2 separate regions of the Mus musculus genome follow, and region 1 is linked to region 2. Evidence: chromatin contacts called from public promoter capture Hi-C data. All regions are on one chromosome and are shown on one strand. Each heading gives the region's core, a stretch centred on a gene start, on an enhancer-like site or on the middle of the called end of the contact. The rest is flanking DNA. Distances are from core to core; before and after follow the strand shown.

Region 1 (4,704 bases), core at 142-2,641, 200 kb before region 2:
GGTCTTGCCCTCAGCAATCTGCCTGCCTCTGACTCCCAAATGCATGTATTACCACTGCCCAACTGCCTTTTTCTTCTTCTTCTTTTTTTTTTTTTTTCCAAATAGATATTGAAATCCAGCTTTATTTAGGGGCTGGGGCAATGAGTTGGGTAAAGTTCTTTCCGTGTAAGCACGAGAGCTGAGCTTGGTCCCAGCGTTCATGTGAGAGGGCCAGCGTGGCAGCTCGCTCCTATAAGCCAAGCACCAGGGAAGTAGAGCCCCAACCACTCTGGCCAATCCCACAATCCCACGAGCTGTGGGTTCAGTGAGAGACCCTGCCTTAAAATAAGGTGTGGAACCTTTGACCTCTGCTTGCACACTCAGATACAAGCCAGCTTATGTAAATAATCTTAGTTGCTGAAAATTGATACTTACATTTGTGATATGCGTACTTGTAATATGTATACTTTTTAATTTAATGATTCTGAGTATGTTAGAAGAAAAATGTTATTTTGAGCACCTATATAAAACATTTCTTATTTTTAATTGTTACCATATTTTATGGGGTAGACAGTGATATAATTATGTACATACCTACACTGTAGAGTGACCAAATTCAGTTATTAGACATACTTATCACTTCCGATTTTTACAATTTCTTTGTAATGAGAATATTTCAACTCTACCCATCTCATTGGCTTTTTATCTCCATCCTGTTGTTGGTTATGACCTGATCTGGGTATTATAGCCTTCCATAATTCTTTCTTCTTTCATTTTAAGATCTGTTTATCCATTTATTATGTTCTCGTTGCTTTGAGGCAGTGTCTCACGTAGCCCAAGATGGCTTCAAACTCTGCCCTCAACCATGCTGGGGTTGCATGTAGTTCAGAACTATTTCTTTTCTTTTATGTCCAATATGTAGTTTTTTTTTTCCTTACAACTTAAAATCATGATGTGTACAGCTTATTGTAGAAATTAATGAATTTTTAAACGTCTTCTAAAAATACTATTCTGCATCATATTCTAATAGACAAGAAAGCAATAGGTTGTGTGGAGCCCCATCCCCACCCCCGACCGTAGGGAGGACATGCTTTTTCCACTCTGTTGGCTGTTTCCCCAAGGCCAAAGTGAGGATCCCCAAACTTCAGTTCACACCAGACTTGTCCCCATGAAAGCTGCTGTTGACTTGAAAAAACCATCATGGCGTGGGGATTTAGCTCAGTGGTAGAGTTTTTACCCTGAGTTCCAGCATCACAAAAAAGGAAAAAAAAAATCTCCTGTTAAGGATACAGAACCACTTCCTCAAGAGAAACCTCCTCGGCTCAGGGAAACCTCCCATAAAGACATGGCACTTTCCACACAGTGACCAATGAAGCAGAAGATTCCTCTGCTGGCCGCTGGTGTCAGAGTCAAGGAGTGTTTCCAGTTCCTTCAAGCTGTGTACTTCCTGAGCTCAGAGCCAGCTGGCCTAGCTGTTAGAAAAACAAGCCTGACTGGCTATATTAAGCTGGTGTGACTTCCTTTGCCATTCTGGGACCCATCTTGGTTACCATTCGGAATACTTCACCCTGGCCTGCGGATTAACAGCCTCCTCCGTGAGGGTGGGATTGGAAACAAACCAACCTCATGGGTCCCCTGGGACGAGTATAGGAAAATCTTTAGAGGCCACGTTGGCAGGACAGCATCTCACTGAATCAGTGTGGAGATTGGAAACAGAATAGCTACAGGTGTGACTCTCTTTAAGAAATCAGGACGTCTTGGGTGTGAGGGACATTTGGCTGGGACATCTGTCATCCAGTTGATCGTTATGGTTGGTTTAACTGGTCTGGCTGTTGAGGAGGGAACTCACTGGTCCACGAGTTTCTTCCAAAGCTGCACGATTGGATAAGGAAGATGACTTCTCCAATAGAGGGCGATTGTTTGGCCAGGAGTACGGAGGTAGTTGTGCTTCCATACTAGGATCTCCAAAGGGCTGTAGGAAATCAGAGTTCCTTCTCCCATGAGAGAAGATGAAGCCTGGCCAGCCACTAGGGCTTGTTTCCCCATCACCCTTCATTCTTCACAAGCCGTATCTTCACTTCTGCCATCTTTGTTAACCTCTTAGAACCTAGGTGGGTGCCTATTTCCTGGCCCCGCTTTAGAGAAGCTAAAACCAAGGCACAAAGCAATACCATGAGTTACCCAGGGCCTCACAGTCAAGGGAGAATATCTTGACTGACAGATTGTCAAAAATCCCTCCACATTCACTGCCAACTTCATTCTCCCCCTTCCTTTGGTCTGGGGAGAGAAGATGAACATGGTAGATTCTAGCCTACATGGAATTTATGTCTCCTGGGGAGACAGATGAAATGATCACACAATAACTTATGACCAGTGATCTGAAATAAATGCTAGAAGAACCATGCATGGTGTGTGTGTGTGTGTGTGTGTGTGTGTGTGTGTATGCCTGTGCATGTCCATGTGTGCATGCATGCATGCATGTGTGCATGGGTATGCTCATGCCTGTGTGTATGTTTGTCTCTCTCTCTCTCTCTCTCTCTCTCTCTGTGTGTGTGTGTGTGTGTGTGTGTGTGTTCTGAGACTGAGTTTCACACTGTAGCTCTGGGTGGCTTATAATTAGAACTCATGTATATCTCAGGCTGCCTTTAAACTGTAGCCATTCCTCTGCCCTTAGCCTGTTGAGTGTGGTAATGACAGGCATGCACCTCACCACTCAGCTTGAAGAAGAAAGCTTTAAGAGAACTTGGTGGGAGACATCAGTGTTGCCTGGGGAGATTTTGCAGCTGAGACAACAGAACTTAAAACTAAAGGTAGAGGGGCATAAGGAAGAGCTTAGAGTTTGAAGAGAGAGGATTTTGGGTTAAGAATCATGGTGTTTTTGACAAAAAAAAAAAAAAAAAATCACCACCAACAACAAACCCTCTGACTCAGGCCATGACCAGCTTCTTGCACTCAGTAAAGAGTGGGGTCTCTACCAAGATAGTAACAGGAAGTCTGTGGGTAGAAACAACTCTTCTGATAGAATGAAAATAACATGTAGGTAAACGCTTAAATGATAGGTCCAACTTGGCCACCTGAACATTAGGCACTGCGCAGATCCTGGTCTGAAACTCCACTCCCTAACTCATGCAGATAATGAACTTAGTGAGGTCATCAAACTTGCAAATGTTGCTTGCTCTGTTTGTCGCAGGAGCAGGGTGCTGGAGACCACCATGAAAGCTTTTGCTTTTCTAAGCAAGGTGGTCTCTGACTTAGAGGCAATGTGGAGGAAGAACTTTGTTATGTCATGATATCACAATGGGTTCTATCTTTCTCTCTGTTAGGGTCAGAAGGGAGACAGTGGAATTATGGGCCCACCAGGCAAGCCTGGGCCTTCTGGTCAACCTGGCCGTCAAGGTCCTCCAGGGCCCCCAGGCCCACCATCTGCAGGTAAGACTTATGCAACTTCACTTGATCTACACAGTAGCACTCCCAACTCTGTCTCCCAGGAAAGCCACAAGGAGATGCCAACAGAGTTCTACATTGTATTTCTTGCTAGAAACCGCCAGAGTCTCCTTTGCATATATGTTCCTAATTTGTCTATGATTTGGCTAACTGAACTTTGTTTTAACATTCTGGAAAACACACAATGGAAGTCAAGAGAGGGTAAATTACATTGGTGATGTCATTTATATTTTCAGTGAAAAGGGTACCTATTTCATCAACTACAATCTTTTTCACTTTAAAAAACCATATATTTATTTTATGTATGTGAGTACACTGTAGCTATACAGATGGTTATGAGCCTTCATGTGGTTGTTAGGAATTGAATTTTTAGGATCTCTGCTCGATCCAGTTGGCCCCTGCTCGCTCAGGCCCAAAGATTTATTTATGATTATACATAAGTACACTGTAGCTGACTTCAGATGCACCAGAAGAGGGCGTCAGATCTCATTACGGGTGGTTGTGAGCCACCATATGGTTGCTGGGATTTGAACTCAGGACCATTCAGAAGAGTAGTCAGTGCTCTTACCCGCTGAGCCATCTCACCAGCCCCTCCAAACATTATCTTAAACCCAGAAAGCATTATAGATTTTTCTGTCTTACACAGTGTGGTAAAAGAGTGTGTATTTGCTTTGGGTATATAGGGTATATTGGAAGGAATTGTTAAAAAGAAATTAAGAGTCAATCGCTGAAGATGAAATATGTATGTTTCTACCTTGTTTTATCCATTTAATTTGATTAGCTAAATCCTTTATTTTATTCCCTTGTTGGCTCAATGTAAGGCCTTTTAAAGCACCTCACCTGTATAAAGATGACATTACTAGGTCAATCTTCAGCTATACAAAAGGAATCACAACTGTAATTACATTTTTTCTCTTAATAAATAGAGATTTTAGAATTCCACAATGCCTTTCTTCTACTGTATTCTACTGTGGTTGTGGTTCTTCTACAACCACACAGTGAGGTTGTCATGGAATGTCCTGCTCTGTTAGATCCCTTAAACCAAAGGACAGTTAACTCTGAGACTCTATCTTGTCAAGACACCATGAAGTCTCACTCAAAACTCTCGAGTTTTTTTCTTTCCTGCCTTTCTAATTGCCACATACAGGTTAGGTGAAGAGCCAGGTGGTGTTGGTGCATATCCTTAATCCCAGCACTTGGAAGGCAGAGGCAGAAAGATCTCTGTGAGTTCAAGGCCAGTCTGGTCTACAGCATGAGTTCCAAGACAGCCAGGGCTGTTAT
Region 2 (4,646 bases), core at 1,875-4,374:
TGTAAGTTATATACTTTGAAAGGGCATACTGGGTCTTAAAAGCATTAAAACAGGACCTGAGCCTTAGCTCTGGCACAACAGTTGCCCAGCATGCATGTACAAGGCCCTAGTTTCAATATCCAGGTCCACCAGAACCAAATCATTAAACAAAACAAAACAAAACAAAAACAAAATATCAACTTGAAAAAAAAAATCACAAGAAAATGTAAAGGTAAAAAGTCTCAAATTAGAATTAAAATATTAGGGTAGAACACATTAAAATAGATTTCAGTTTTATGAGACAAACTGAATTAAGAAAACCTGATTCACCTTCTAGCAACCCATAACTTCCATAGCCAACTGGGCTATGGTTAGTGAGGAAGAGCTTCCATTTTCCCCACTACTGTTCTAAGATTAACAATGCTATCCATCTAGCAAGAGCAGACAGAGATTCCTGCTAGTGCCAGCCCCTCTCTGCAGGAGCTGTGTGCTACCTCACAGGCCTCATGCTGTCTCCACAGCAGCTACCACTGAGCATCACTTTGCAAGCCAGCTTTTGAACAGAAGTTGTTTAACTGAGTCCTACAAAATCAGTAAATGCAGTTTAGACCCATGAGAAATTCAACCACAACGCCAGGTGGGGTAGAAAGGATGAGTTCTTTAGGGTCCATAAAGCAGGTATTTCAAGGAGAAAACAATGACTTTCCATATAAACATTAAACATTAAATTCCTAATCTTACATGACCCGTAATCAATAAAATACATTATATCTCAATAGTTGAACTTCATATATGTAAATTAAATATTAGTTCAGAGTATATTTTACCCCTCACAGGTAAGTACTGGTTTTCAAATAATCACCTTGCTTTTTTTAAATAAAATTTTATTTATTTTATGTATATGAATACACTGTAGCTGTCTTCAGTCAGACACACCAGAAGAGGGCATCGGATCCCATTATAGATGGTTGTGAGCCACCATGTGGTTGCTGGGAATTGAACTCAGGGCCTGTGGAAGAGCAGCTAGTTCTCTTAACCACTGAACCATCTCTCTAGCCCCCCACCTCGATTGTTTAAAAAGTCAAATTGTTACCAACTTTATTTTACTCATTTCATATTCAAAAGTGAAAATAGAATAAGGGGCAAAAAATAAAGACAGGGTTTCAGTATGTAACCCTGGCTGGCTTGGAAACTGAAAAGTAGACCAAGCTAGCCTTAAATTTATGGAGATCCACCTGCCTCTACCTCGAAAGTGCTAGGATTACAGTAGGTAAATAGCTCTTGCTCTAGTGCGCTTGCTTGATCGCCCCCCCACCCCACCCCACCCCACTCTCATTCTGTCTCTCTCTCCTCCTAACAGGGCCTCATATGTCCTAAGCTGGCTGGTCCTTCTGACTCCTGGTTTTACACAGTGATGAAGATCGTAGCCCTCCTCACTTTCTTTTTTAACTTTCTAAAGGATGAATTTTAATTCCTAAATGACAACTTCTAAAAGGAAAAAAAAAAAGTTACATAGTATCTTTAGTTTTAGAAAAGGCTATTTACATTGAGAAAGTCTTACAATGTAGCCTAAGCCAGGTTGAATTCAGTGATCCTCTTACCTCACTGTACTGGGGGTGGGAGGGTTTAAAAGCAAATTAGTAGGTGCCACCACACTAGGCTATATGGTAGTAGTTTGCTGACTTAGAATTTGCTGAAGTTGTTTCACAAAACTACAGCAGAATTTTCTTTTAAAGAACTATCACCTGGTAGTCAGGCATGGTGGCACATTCCTGTAAATCTCAGCAATGGGAAGGCTAAGGTAAGGGGAAGACAAATTTAAAAATAGCTTCCACTATATAGCAAGAACCCCGAGAACGAGGGCGACAGGGCAGGGAGACACCGACACAGACACAACACAGACAGATACACACACACACATACACACACACTCGGGTGTGGTAGGGAGGTAGGATTGTAAAATCAAAATTAAGAAACTTAAAACGAATGATCCTAAAACAAAAGTGTCTAAATATAAGGTAGGTTTTAAAATAAAAATAGTAAAATATTAGCAGAAAGCAAACCACGCTTTACTGATAACACGTAAGCATAAGGGGGAAATTTTTACTACTTCCGTATAATCAAGGAAAAGATGCCCATATCATGACGATACAACTGGAGGGGTGTGTTTGCAAACCTTCAGGACTGGAGAACACAGGATGAACTGCGGAAGTGCATACCCTTTGACAAGCAACTGTGCTCCCCATCATCCAAAACAAGTATCACATTTTTTTTAAAAAAAAGCTCTAAGGATTTTAACTGCACTACTTCAATGCTGGAAAGCCACAACCAAATACAGAACATGCTGTAAACGTAGCACATGCAAGCAACCAAAGGTTATCTAGGTACAATGCAGAAGTGAGATGTCAAAATAGTACAAACGATATGATTCAAGTTTGGGGGTAAGAAGGCGTGTATACACACATACACTCAGAAAAACAATCATGGAGACATACATCGAATGCTAGAGTACGATGAATTTTTTTCCTAATTTACTTTTTCTTTCTACCTGGAACGTGCACTATTAGCATATTCTGACGGATTACCCAAGGTTGGCCTCACATCAAGGGTTGCATCAAGGCCAACAGACAGCGAACAGGGTGTTCACTCCCCATCCCACCTCGGCCGCCACAAGCAGCAAAGCGGCGGGCATCTGCGGCCTGACAAGCCGGACAGCCCCAGCAGGACCCCGCCCCTCCGCCTTGGGTTCCGCCAACACTCGATCGGGTGACGCGGCCGGAGCCGAGTGCTTGTCCTCACCTTGTAGTAAAACACCGCCTCAGAGTAGCGGCCTTCGTGGTCGCGCTGCACTGCCAGCCGCGCGAACTGCACGGCGTCCCGCTCCAGCGCCGACGCGTCCATGGCGCCCAAGGCCCCACGCCGGGGGAGGCAGACAGGCCCTGACGCGGAACCCCGACGCCCGGAGGCACTGCGGCGAGAACTGGGGACCCCGCGGGTGGAGTGGCAAAGTTTACTTTCGAGGGCGGCGGAAGAGATGACGGAGCCCCACTACCTCAGACCCGCCCGGAGGACTGCGAGCTCCGAGCAGCCCGGGCTCGGAGCCCTCGCGGCCGCCCCCACCCCTCGCGTCCTTGCTCCGCCCATCAGCCGCATTGCGCAGGCGCAGTCGACCCCGGCCGGGAGGGGGAGCGCTCCCGCCGAAGCAGGCGGGGCTCAAGGCGATCGTAGGTGGGCGGGGCCAGAACAATGTCCAGTGGGATTGGACAAGAGGAAGCAGGTGCCAGGGCGAAGCTGAGGGCTCCGCTTCCGCCTGCTAGAAAGAAGGTGCCAGTGCCCAGGAGGTTGTTGGAGAGAATCAGGGGATGGCTTGAAAGGAGCATGCGCGTTATGGAGCCCTTGGTCCGCTAAGTGAGAAGGGTAGGCGGAAAGAAACAATCAGTAGCACCTCGTATTGCCAACTGGTTTAATTAGAAATAAAGATATGAAATGAGGCTAGGAGGTGCTTTTGAGATGCTCTGGTAATGTTCATTTGACAAACTAAAGTATGACCTTCTACGGCTCCCCAAGGCACACCGAAGTGTATTGTTTGAATTGTCTACAAACCAGATGATGTATTTTTGACTTGTATCTTAGGGCAAGTTGAAGGTTGTAATTACATAGTAAATGGTAGTGTGGTTGCTTTCTTTTATCCCCTTAAAAGTTTGAATTCAGCAGTGATGAAAATTAACTAATGGCAAGTGCCAGAACTTGGATGAGATTCAAAATCCATGCTGTGTCAAAGTAGCAAGTCTTGACAAAATTATACACTGTATGATCCCACACATAAGAAACATTAACGCAGCATATGGTGACACATTCCTGTAAGCCAGCAGTCTGGAGGCTGTGGTAAGAGGACTGGGCCAGCATGATCTACACAGCAAAAACCCTGAACGACCCCAGGAGGCATATGTCTGTTGTAGTGGAGCACTCTCCGTGCAAACATGAACACAAATCAGCTGGAGATATTGCTAAGAGTTGATTGTGAGCCTGGCTGTGGTGCTCGCTTTTAATCCCACCACTCCAGAGGCAGAAGAAGCAAATCTCTGAGTGCTTGGCCAGCCTGGTCTTCAGAGCTCATTACAGGATAGTAGTGTGGCCACACAGAGAAAACCTGTCTCAGGGAGAGAGAGAAAAGGAGTTGAATTGATTGTGATCCAGTCTAGAGTGGTATCAGCTGTCTTCAAGCTCAAGAAAGACTCCTTAGTGATGCTCATGCTGGTGGTTCAGGATATTCATTATCAAGGTCACAATGGGGTGGATGTTACTACTGAAACTGGTCAGTGTACAGCTAAAGAGGCTGTGGTCAGCATCCCTGAGCATCATGTGTGTCTCGACCCTCCACCTTGCTTGTGCCAGCTATGAATGTCTGTCGTCCCCTTCCTCCATTCTTACAATCTCAAGCCTTAGCAATAAGATTTTCTTCATACCAATCCCCTGAAGGGGCTTTTGTTCCATGTCACCATCCCCTAGAGAAGCTCTTAGTGTTTAGTCTTGGATGGCCCCTCACAAATGAATCATGAGACAGACAAATGATCTTGCAGATGGGTAGTTACACATTTGTTTGTTTGTTCACCAATTGAAAAGTATTTGCTTATACTCACACATGCTGGGTCCTTACCTGCCAAATT

The links. Promoter capture Hi-C pulls out the DNA fragments that hold promoters and counts their contacts.
Region 1: a promoter capture Hi-C map of pre-B cells shows a contact between it and region 2, with 2.2 times the contacts expected there. The contact joins the enhancer-like site here to the promoter of Capn7 in region 2. A contact is called at or near these places in 7 of 39 promoter capture datasets (the 3T3-L1 cell line, the C10 cell line, liver and 2 more) and 1 of 9 other capture datasets (liver).

What each region holds. Positions count from the first base shown.
Region 1 is chr14:31,534,293-31,538,996 of GRCm38.p6, reverse strand. It overlaps Colq (collagen-like tail subunit (single strand of homotrimer) of asymmetric acetylcholinesterase), which reads left to right. Exons shown (of 17, transcript NM_009937.2): 12 at 3,303-3,408. Among named protein-coding and RNA genes, the nearest start is that of Colq, 41 kb to the left of the region's middle. Within about 2 kb of position 1,391, at least 24 of the 459 cell types and tissues checked have an H3K27ac peak or open chromatin away from gene starts, as enhancers often do. A contact at or near this core is called in pre-B cells, where this site is marked.
Region 2 is chr14:31,335,116-31,339,761 of GRCm38.p6, reverse strand. It overlaps Capn7 (calpain 7), which reads right to left and starts at 3,124. Exons shown (of 21, transcript NM_009796.3): 1 at 2,779-3,124. The coding sequence starts at 2,880.